3 separate regions of the Rattus norvegicus genome follow, and all the other regions are linked to region 2. Evidence: chromatin contacts called from public Hi-C data. All regions are on one chromosome and are shown on one strand. The core of a region is the stretch at or near the end of the contact, and the rest is flanking DNA. Distances in the headings are between cores, read along the strand shown.

What was found. A called contact is a pair of places that touch in the nucleus more often than the background predicts.
Region 1: a Hi-C map of kidney shows a contact between it and region 2, with 2.7 times the contacts expected there. The contact joins the promoter of Cybrd1 here to the enhancer-like site in region 2. A contact is called at or near these places in 3 of 12 Hi-C or Micro-C datasets (hepatocytes, kidney and psoas muscle).
Region 3: a Hi-C map of liver shows a contact between it and region 2, with 6 times the contacts expected there. The contact joins two enhancer-like sites. A contact is called at or near these places in 9 of 12 Hi-C or Micro-C datasets (the A7r5 cell line, Schwann cells, hepatocytes and 4 more) and 1 of 1 datasets of contacts at active chromatin or transcription factors (oligodendrocytes).

What each region holds. Positions count from the first base shown.
Region 1 is chr3:76,341,009-76,344,800 of GRCr8, reverse strand. Cybrd1 (cytochrome b reductase 1) reads right to left here and starts at 2,208. Exons shown (of 4, transcript NM_001011954.1): 1 at 2,011-2,208. The coding sequence starts at 2,203.
Region 2 is chr3:75,923,706-75,927,533 of GRCr8, reverse strand. No RefSeq gene overlaps it. Among named protein-coding and RNA genes, the nearest start is that of Gorasp2, 43 kb to the right of the region's middle. Within about 2 kb of position 1,438, at least 12 of the 93 cell types and tissues checked have an H3K27ac peak or open chromatin away from gene starts, as enhancers often do. A contact at or near this core is called in kidney and liver, where this site is marked.
Region 3 is chr3:76,252,754-76,256,323 of GRCr8, reverse strand. The region is part of intron 1 of Mettl8 (methyltransferase 8, tRNA N3-cytidine); the gene reads left to right. Among named protein-coding and RNA genes, the nearest start is that of Mettl8, 17 kb to the left of the region's middle. Within about 2 kb of position 1,648, at least 20 of the 93 cell types and tissues checked have an H3K27ac peak or open chromatin away from gene starts, as enhancers often do. A contact at or near this core is called in liver, where this site is marked.

The DNA.
Region 1 (3,792 bases), core at 959-3,458, 420 kb before region 2:
TTGGAGCAGTGATTGTGTGTTAGTTTTCCCTGCATCATCTCCAAATACCAGTGTATAGGAGGTACAGAATAGCGTCTATCACGTCCTCTATGTAACATCTCATAGCATAAAAATCCCCGAAGCAATTACACACAATAAAACACCCTGCGACTACACGGGTAGTGCTTGACCCGTGTTTCCCTCACAGCCTCTAAAGTCAAAAGTCAGCCTCAGTTGTCTCTAGAGGGTTTAGGATGGTTCAGTAGTTTTTCTGACTTCACTCTGCATGTATGAAAAAGCTCTTCACTGTATGAAAAAGCTAGTTCATTAACCGCCTTGTGTGATTAAAACCTGTTGCAAATCTAGAATCCTTGTAAACAGGATTAGTAATGTTGACCAGACAAGCAATAGAATGTTAGCACAAATAGACTTACTGAACTTAGGAGAAATAAGTGTTGTCTAAGAGTAGCAGATGAAAATTTCCAGTATACCCAGATACACGTTTTTTGCCCCTAAGTAAGTAAACAGATTAAGTGCAAAGTTTAGAGAACGTAGAAAATCCTTTTAGGAAAAGAGTTAAATGCATGCCAATGTGAATGGATGGCCTCAAAATATATTTTAGATGGCGTTTTGACTTGCTAAAAAGACCACTTTTCAGAAAGTGGGCACATTGCTGTGAAAGCACAGTAAGTGGAGAGCACTGGGAGGGGGAGGTGTTGAGAATAAGGCGCTGAAAAGAATTTCTGCGCCTGCTGGTTAGCTCTGGAGTCAACCCGCTTGACAGGGAACCCGCTGTCATCTGTGTTTCCCTCACCCTTAACTACAGCACTCCATCCAAACATCTAAAGGGGTTCACAGCGTCCGGAGCTGTTCTGGGTGGATGGAAGCCACGAAGAGACGTTTGGGACTATTTGATTAGACAGAGGAAGGATATTAACAACTCTGGCTAAAACTAAAGGGCTCCACCGTGAAGGGAAGAGTGGTTCTGGTGGTCGGAACTTTGGAACTTGGATATGTTTTTCGCATTTTAGGGTAGTGGCCAAATGGCTGGGAACTATGCAATGAAACGGCTTGGATGCCTACCTCACACCACAGAAGCTGAGCATTAGTAATACCTTCCCTCATATTTCCATGGAAGAAGGTTGGCCACACTTGCTGGAGGCCCTAGCACAGGTTTAAAGCATGCGGGGTAGGCGGGGACAACACACACAAAAACAATTTTTCTTCAGGAAAGAAGCCAGTGCTTCTGTGTTTGCTCGTTTGTGGGACTTTCAGTCTTGGTGAAGGAGAGGAGGCCTGTTGAGAAGCCAGGCTGCTAGAACCAGTTCCGAGCCTCTCAAATGGTTTGTGCTAACTAACCAACCCCAACACAACAGCGTTGCTTTTCTGAACGCATTCTCAATGTCACACACAGCCTTTTTGGAAAAATGAATATGGTGTGCCGCCACATTAACTGAAAGAGACAGTCAAGACGATGAGTGGCATTGCATAGCAACACACACACACACACACACACACACACACACACACACACACACACACACACGAGAGAGAGAGAGAGAGAGAGAGAGAGAGAGAGAGAGAGAGAGAGAGAGAGAGAGAGAGAGACCCGACCCCGAGCTTCCAGCCATCCTTCGGGGCCACGCTCTGCCCACACCTCCCCGCCAGATTCCAGACAGCAAAACTCTGCCACGGAACTTTCGCCACATCAACAAGTGGAGCACAGCCAGACAGCAGCCGGTGACTGATAGAAGTGCCCGGTGCTCGCGCTCGGGAGGAGAGGACAGGGCAGAGGGTGGAGAGGCACCAGCTGACCACGCTCTGCGCGGAGACTTGGGCTCCCCGCCTTCCTCTCTCCCTAGGAGACCTGAAGCAAGTTCAAAGGCAGGCCTCGCCGAAGCAGGGTTTTCGCGATCCTGACTGCTCAGGCCCTGCCCACAGAAGGAAACTTCCCTAGTTTCATGGATTCCTCGGAATCCACAGGTCCCCATCGCGCAGTGACCCCACCATCCCCTTCGAGGGTCCCAGTACCGATGCCCTGGATGAAGACGAAGCCGGTCACGGCGAGCACCGGGTGCCAGTTAAACTCGAGCGCGCCGCCGTCCCAGCCAAGCCCCTCTCGGAAGTGCAGGACCCAGATGAGCACGAAGATCACCGACAGGAAGCCCACGAGCAGCGCGGACACCAGCAGTCCCAGGAAGCCCCGGTAGCCTTCCATGGCCATCAGCAACCCATGCTCCAGGACAGACTGATGGAGAACTTGGCGTTGCTGCAGTGGCCTCGGGGTACTGGCCAGGCGGTGGGGCCAGGGCGGCGACTCCTCGGCGCCGTCTCCGCCCGTGGGGAGGGGCTTTCTCGGGGTAACAGGCTATGGGGCCTCCCGGGGGTGCCGCGGGCCCAAGCTCCAGACGGTCCCACCCCTTACCCCCTCCCTCGATCAAGAGGTCACACCGTGAGCTCTGGCTGCGTGGTGGCCACCACCTGATGAAGATCCAACTTCCTAGAGTGTGTGAGTCAGTACCTCACCAAGACAGTGCCCGGGAGCTCAAACCCACCACTTTCCTTGAACTCTTCATGCCTTGTTTCCTTATTGGTAGGGAGGGCCTGAGGGAGGGAGGAGGGAGGGAAGAGGGAGGGAGGAGGAAGGGAGAGGGAGGGAGGGAGAGGAAGAGAGAGATCCTTTGGAGGTGATGATGCCTATGGTTGCAATTAATGAAGCTTCCTGACTCCCAGAGGATGGTGAGGGCAGCAGTGAACTTGGCCTTACTTTATAGGGCTGAGACTGGTAGTGGAGCTTGCCTGTGATCCCAACATTCAGAAGGCTGAGGCAGGAGAATAGCCACAAGTGTAAAATCACTCTAGGCTACATAGTGAGTTCCAAACCAGACCCACTACAGAGAGCCTGCCTCAAAATCAAAACAGAGAGAAAGTGAAGACTGAAAGCGCAGCTGAGAACTGATTAAACCCGGTGCAGTGGCGCACATCTTGTAATTTTACCACGGGAAAAGTAGAGGCAGGAGGATCAGATGTTTAATACCATCCTCAGTTACATAGTGAGTTTGAAGCCAGCCTGAGATACATGCTACACGATCTCAATAGTAATAATGGCTGGAAACGATGGAAATAACAGAATATAAGCCACCTGCAACTTGCTGTTGAGCCCGGGAATACAGGCAGCCACTGCCCTGGACTTGCCTGGAGTATGGTAATATGGTTTTAAAGATGTCTGCCTGCTCAAACTAATGAGAGCCTAAACCTTAAAGGTCCCTAAGTGACTTATCTTGATGAAGAGGCACTGGCTCCCTGCCCTTTCCCTTTGTCATTGTCTTTCTAGGTGGGACAAGAACATTGTCAGCGTTCTATCGGAGAAAAGGGGTGCTGGATGCCACGGCTTGCAAAATGCATTTGGATGCTCCCTCTAACCCCTGGAGACCTTAAAAACACAGGAAAGGTAGCGTGTATCTGTGTGTGTATGCACACCTGTGCTTGTGGGCATGCTCACCAAGGAATGGTTTTTCCAAAGATAGGTTTTGAGGGCTACTAGGTAAAGGCACTTGTCACTAAGTATGATAACCTGAGTGTGGTACAAAGAACTTACACATAAAAAAGAAAACCTACAAGCTGTCCTCTGACCTCCACATTCACGCTGTGCTACACACACACACACACACACACACACACACACACACACCATACCACACCAAATAGATGTTTAAAATTAATTTTAAAATAACAAACTATAAATAACATCTTGAAGTTTTATTTATTCTGATTTATTTATTTATTTTATAAATATGAGAGTTTTGTCTCCAT
Region 2 (3,828 bases), core at 189-2,688:
AGTAGGCAGATTATCTTTACTTAGGGTGACTGGAGGCTTATAAAGTTTTCAGGGACTGAAGGTAGGGACATCTAAGATGAGCAAAGATCATTGGCTGGGGGCTTTAAGGAACCTGGAATGCCTCGTTAGCATGGGGAATCATTTCTGTAATCTCAGATGCCGGCTGAATGAATGTTTTCTCTGGAGAAAGGAGTTTGATCCTATAAACTAATTAAGGCTATATGACATTCCTCAGGTAGAGGCGGCGGGGGGGGGGGGTTAGAATACCCCAGACAAGACCACAGAAAGAGAGGCCCTGCTACAGAAAGGAGTCTCACAGTTGTGCCCTGCCCAGAGGCTATCCCGTTGCAGTAGACTTGGGCCTTGTTAAGCAGAGCTTTCCCATGCTAAGACACCCTGAAAATTTTTTCTTCAATAGGTAAGATTTGAGTGTGTAACCTGAATTCAGAATTTGTTTCCATAAAACCGAACCAAAATGGTAGAAAGTTTCAAGTGAATAGCAGGGTGTGTGGCTTGTACCTGAGGCCTCAGCTCGGATCCCTCAGGCGGAGCCCCAGCCTTCAGCTTGGGCGGGTGTGGATCACCTGCCCAGGCAGCACACTGAGGGCACAGAAACAGCATCACAGTGTGGAAACAGGACGCTGACAGCTCTCAAAATGAGGATCCAAGTTTCTAACATCGCTGTGTGGAGTAAAGGTCACTGTACTCTGAACTATGCCCAGCACTTAGTAAATGCCAGCATCCACTGCTTTTTTTAAAAACTCCAAGATCATCGCTTTTGCCTTATGCACAAAGAGAAGTCTATTGTGATAATTTAAATTCCTGCAAGAAAAAAGTAATTTCTCAATGTTTGAATCAAGTTTCAAGGAAGAGATGATTGGATTCCCAGAAAAGGGAAGGCAAGCAAATGGAGTGACTAGGAACCGAGTTTGCAGGGGAAAGGCCCAGGAACTGTGTAGAACCAGCCAGAAGCTGCTTTGGCCAGTATGCTGTTTGCTCAGAAGCTCTTCTGTGCTTTTCTGTCATCTCTCTGTAACAGCCATTTGGAGTAAGATGGAGGAGGGAGGGTCTGTTCTTCCACAGAGGAAGCCGATGTGACAGAGCCTCATGGTCACTGATGCATCCGAAGGGGAGGAGGGAAGCTAAGCATAGTGAAAAGTACCTGCAACCTCAGTATCGGGATGTGTCGAGGTGGGAGCATTAGTTGAAGCCCAGGGCCAGCCTGGCAGGGCCTATAAAAGGTAGGTAGGTAGACAGACAGACAAAGCCCAACCTATCTATCTTTGGAAGCCTGAAATGTCACTTTTCAGTAGTGACAAAAATCAAAGAGCATATGTGACTTTTTTTTTTATCATCATAAAAGAGCAAACCCAAAGAAAAGTATTGGAACGATGTCAGCACACACAGTTAGAGGCAGTGAGTCACCGGAGAGCACCCTCATGTTGGAACGATGTCAGTGCACACAGAGGCAGTGAGTCACTGGAGAGCACCTTCGTGTCTAAGCTCACTTCAGGTAACATGAAAGTGAGGTGCAAACCAGTGCTCCCTGCTGTGTTCCCTTGCCTTCTGCAGTCAGATGAGACTACCCACAAATTGGACATGCATGCCCTCCCTGAAAGGCCTCTAGGGTGTTGACGCCTCTCATGGAAAAGCAGAAAGCAGCTCCAAGCTTCTCCCTGCCCACTGCTGTTCTCTTCCTGTTGAAAGCTTTTGAACTGACTCAGTAGCTCACTCAAAAGAAAGTTCTGGAAGTATGGAAAAGTTTCAATGCATCCCTCCCAAGTCTTGGAATTGAAAAGTATATGCTCCTGTCCCTTCGTGCATGTCACTGTGGGTTGTTCAGCACGGCCTTCCACAAAGAATCCTGACCACGAAGTGACTCCATTCCAAATTTTCATGTAAGCTTCAAGGCTCTTAGGCTGTTGGGAAAGCCCTGGGCCAAACACCATGACCCCACCGTCCAATCTGAGTTAATTGCCTGCTGTATATGTGTTCATTCATCCACTTAGCAGGAAGTCTTCTGTAAGACAGGGTAGTCATCAAACGTAGACACCGAAGTTGCCAAAAAAAAAAAAAAGGAATATAATATTTGGCAGTGTGTTTAGGTGTTTCAGTTTTCAATTATTTTGTCTACTAATGACCAAATTACTAGTTTCTTTTTAAATATGCAGAAGGGTAATGTGGAGATGTGGGGTCTGGTTTGGAAGTCAGTTCCGGCTTTGTCTAGTCACTAACTCCTATGGGAGGCTTCTACGTCTGCAAACTGTTTATTGACTCCCCTGCCTGGCAGGACCTAGCACAGGAAGTGAGTTAGCACAGCAACCCACACCTGAGTGCCTAAGAGAGGGTTAGGCATGCCATCCCCACACCCTTGGAAGCATTCGGAGGCCCTAAGGAGATGGACGACTGGGCAGCAGCCAGCCCCTGGGTTTGGTATGCTTTTGAACCCCTATCTGGGCAATGGGAGGCCTGCCTGTGCCTCTCAGGAGTCCCTCACCTGCCCTAGCACACTCAGTTTTGGGAGGCCTAGAGCACATTCCTGGGGGTGCAACTGGGTAGGTTGGATCCTCTTTCCCAGGCTAATGCTGCTGCCCACCTTGTACTCTGTGAATCTGAAGCCACTGTGGACCCTAACACTGGTGGCTTCTGGACTAAGCTATCCCAGGGCTTGTTAACTTTTTTTTTCTCGTGACAATTTTAACTCTCCAGTAGGAATGGGCTTTTTCCTTCCATTTGTAAAGCTTTTTCAGAAGCATAGGCTATCGGGCAGACACATAGTTTCAATTCTGAAACATAGTTTCAAGTCTTTAAAAGAAACCTCTTTGAAGAGAGCTCCCCTCACTCCCCATTATCAGATCATACACATCAAGATTCAGAATTCCCTAGTAGTAGTGGCCATATTAAGGAATGGGAACAGCATGGGCAGGATTATCTTGTGTGTACATTGAGTCAATAGCATATTTACCTTCAAATGTACTCATCTTTGCCTCTGGCCAGCAATGTCTTTTTTTTTTTTTTTTTTTTTTTTTTTTTTTTTTTTTTTTTTTGCTTTGTCTTTTGGGAGAAAGAACTATGCTAAAGTATAGTTTATTTTTTATTTTGTTGGCTTTTTAATTCTAAAAGAAGGTCTTGACCTTTAGTATTAAGTAGGCTGATTTGTAAGAAGAAAATAATTGACTTTCTAGTGGCGCTAATGTTAAATGACCACAAAATGGCTTGTCAGCTTCTTGTTCCATGGAGTTCATTGTCTACATTTAATTCCCACATTTCTAGAAGCCATACTTGGAGATGAAATCTGGAAAATATAAAGTTCTTGGTTCTACGTTGGTTAGAGGGGATAAGCGTGCCTGCATTTGTTTAGTGGTCTGGCACAGAAGGCATGAGTGGCAATGGGGTAGCTTACTTTGAACAGTAACATGAGACCTCGAAGGGCTTTCTTGCCTGTTTCTCAGGCCAGCCATGTTGGCGCTACAATTTTCCCTTCTGGTTTGGAGAGTTTGGGTGAGATCACGATGGGAACACTGTTCTGCTCCTTTGCCGTCACCACATGCTGTTACCACAGGACTAAGAGTTAAAGCCAAGCAGGGTTTGGTCTCTGTAAGAAACACTGTTCTTTGTGTGCATTTACTCCTTCTTGGCTAACATGCAGGGTACACTTCAATAAAAACAGTAGCAACTGGAGCCATCAGCTTGTAGCACCAAGTGTTGGCGTCCATTCCCCTCCCCACCCCACCCTGCCACCACCAAGCTTTAAGTTTTTATGATGTGGTTATTCTTTCCATTGAATCAAAATGGCAGAATTGGATAGGGTAAGCTAGAGTTACGAGT
Region 3 (3,570 bases), core at 399-2,898, 330 kb before region 2:
ATGTAGTCCATTGTTGTCAGTGGTAACAAGTGCACCAGACTGAGTCAAGAGCTGAATGGGGGGGGGGGGGGGGGCTATGGCACATGTGCAGTCACTCTGTATGTCTTAGAACAGTTCCAGACTGTGATTTAAAATCTTGTGGAGCAATTGTTTAAACTATTAAGACAAAGCTTCAATAAATTCTTTAGAGGTCCAACTGAGATGACACCAGGGTGAAAGGATTTAGAGCAACGTAATACATACTGCATCTGTTTATCGTCACCACCTTGCTCTTTAGCTGCTTAGGGCATCTCTGTAGTCATAGCTGAATCTCACTGCCTCGCTCCTCTTCTGCATATTGATTTTGGGGTTGGCATGTCAACAGAGCTGGATCCTCAATGCTTCATTCCTAAAGGAGAAAACAGCAAGACTGTAAAGGTTCATGAGAAAGCAAGACCAGAACTCGAGAACCACCCCCACCCCTTAAATGTGTATGAGTGTTGTACTCTGTCATGAGTGGTGTCCGTCTGTCATCGTGTGTGCGCCTAGCGACCAGGTTGGTGACAAGAAGGCCCTAGATCCCCTAGAACTGGAGTTACGGACGGTTGTAAGCCGTCATGTAGGTGCTAGGAACTGAACTCATCATCTGCAAGAACAAGTGCACCTTACCGCTGAGCCATCTCCCCAGCGTGAGAATTCTTAACTTTAGTTTCCTGCTTTGTGAGAGGCAGTGACTGAGTGAGGCCAAAGCCATGGAGCCTGGCAGGGCTGTCTTTCTAAGAGCATAGATAAGATTCTGAAGTTGACTTTTTTGGTCTTTAGCAGATTTCTGTTTAAGATCCTTTTTTTTTGTTTGTTTGTTTGTTTGGTTGGTTGGTTGGTTGGTTTTGGCCTTGCTGTTTGTTTGTTTTTTTGCCACAGGGTCTCTCTATGTAGCCTTGGCTTTCCTGGAACTCACTCTGTAGATCAGGCTGGCCTCCATTCTCAGTGATCCGCCTGCCTCTGTCTCCTCAGTACTGGGATTAAAGATGTGCGCCACCACCTGGCAAGATGTCCTATTTTTTGTTTTGGTTTTTGACTCAATATCTCAGATATGTGGTACTGACTGCTGTGAAACACACCTTTGTGGTCCAGGCTGGCCTTGAACTTGCAGCAGACTTCCTTCCTCTGCCACCCAAGTGCAGGCGTGAGCCGGAACTCAGTGCCAGGCATATAAGGCAAGCCCCTTTACCTGCTGAACCAACCGTCTTGTCAGCCCCTTTTTTCTTTTTAAAAGTTTTGAGACAGAAGTTCAGCTATGTAGCCCTGGCTGGCCTGGAGCTCAGGACCCTTCTTCCTTAGCTGCTGGAATCCTGTGGTTATCAATGTGGTACGCCATGCCTGTTTTTTCATGGTGCTTTCTTATTACACCTTTAAGTTGATACACAAAGTCCCACAATGTCTTTGATGGAATATATTCACAGAGCAGTTTCATTTTGATGTTTCTATTTGGTATGAGGAAAGAAAGCAATGTTTTAGTCAGGAATTGTCTTTTTCAGCAAGCAGTTCCAAGAACCAGTTCCCAAATTCCTCCCTGAAAACCAAAAGGAAAATGAAAGGCCTGTGATTGGAAGTTGTCTTTCTGGAGATGCCCAGCAGAGGGCGGGAGAGCTTCCCCGGGGCTGGCTTCCGCTTCCTTGCAAGGCTGGGCAGACCTGACTAGGGCCATCTGTGTTTGCAGTCTGACGATTAACAAGTACTATAAATGAAATGATCGTGGTGCCTCAGAACCACAGTTGCTAAATGAGGAGAGAAAACAGCATAATGGCAAATGGCGGTGCAGAGCTGTGGTCACCAGGGGACAGGAAGGGGAGGGAGGAAGAGGGAGGCACGGAGGCATCCTATGCCTGGTACAAAAAAGTGGAAAAACAAACAAAAACAAACAAACAAAAACAAACAAACAAATAAAAACAAACAACAAACAAACAAAAATAGTGGCTGTAGCTACAATGGCAGGAAAAGTGTTTAATGATATTAAATATCCTATTTGATTGTTACATGATAAGTGTTTAATATAAAACGCTAACTACCCTATTTGATTGTTACATATATGTGTATAATTTTGAAGGAAAAACAAAAGACAAGGTAGCAAATGCCTGCTATGACTGGTGAATAGGAATTTTCTAGATCCCTGGAATTTGACATCCTAATGGGGCTTCTGCGACCTTTCTAGAGTGAGTGCCACCTAGTGCCCAGGCCAGCTGCTTCCCCCTCCTTCTCTCTACTCATAGAGATCATATAGAATGTATATACTTCGTAATTTTAAAAATAATTGTTCTGTAAGTACAAGGGTACTTTGAGAATATTTTTGTTGTTCTTTGAGAGGTGGAGACAGGAAGATGAGTTCAAAACCAGCCTTGGCTATATTGCAATTTCGAGGTCAGCCTGGGTTAGGCCAGCCTAAGACCCTGTCTCAAAACAGATCACAAACAAGCCAACCCTGGAAGGAACATTTTAAGGTGTGTTGAGATCATCCATGAGGCTGAGTTAGGAACCATCTTCCTAGACAGGGACTGTGTATACGTGCATGTGTGTATTCCATTTCCAGAATAGGACCATTCAGAAGTTTTCCTTCCTTCTTTTCTCCGTTACCTACTCAGAGAATGTTTTTCTGTATTAATAAGTTTAAGGTTTTAGCAACATTTTGCATGGATATTTGGTTTTCCTCTGAAAGAGCGTACCCCAAAACGGGGAGCCGCGTCTCTCGCTCCGATCGCAGGGAGGGGTGCCCCCAGGAATCACGAGGAGCCATTCTTGATGTAACAGCAAGAGGTAGCTTTATTAACGAGATCCCGGGTCTTAGCGGGATCCCGGGTCGACACGTATCTCACACAGGAGACAGAGGAATCGACCCCGAGCTTCCAAACTCGGGGGTTTATATAGGGGAGGTAAGGGGCATTCGAGAGGTTACACATGATTGGTCAATTCAAAAGGTGCACGGTTACTTTCGGCTCGAAATGACATCAGCAAGGAGTATGTGTTATCTAGCAGCTCGGCAGGCAGGTAGGGTGGCTCATCTCACTCAGGGGGGTGAAGGAAGGGGAGGGGGTGGCTATGGATGGTCAGTGTCCTTGGGGCTGATAGCTGGTTTGGCAAGTCCTATCTCTGGCTCTCCCTCAGGCACTTCCGGCCCTGCACATCCGGACTCTGACAATGAGCAACCTTTATGAAACTCTAGTTCTGCACCTCTCTATGGATATGCATTTAATAATTTAACCAGCACTATAAAAATAACTATTTATACTTTTCCAGCATATGTATAAACAGTGCTGTGACAAATTTTTAACATATTCTGATTATTAACAGATCATCTTTCTAAAAATAAAATTTTCTATCATGTTTTGCCATGGTGGTACATACGTTTAATCCCTGCACTATGGAGCCAGAGGCAGAGGCCTAAGCAGATTTCTAAGAGCTTAACACCAGCCTGGGCCACATAGAGGGTTCCAGGCCAGCCTGGGCTACATAGAGACACCGCTCTCCACAAATCTGGAAATAATCTGATGGACAGTTTTTTTTGTTTGTTTGTTTGTTTGTTTTTTTTGTAGGTGG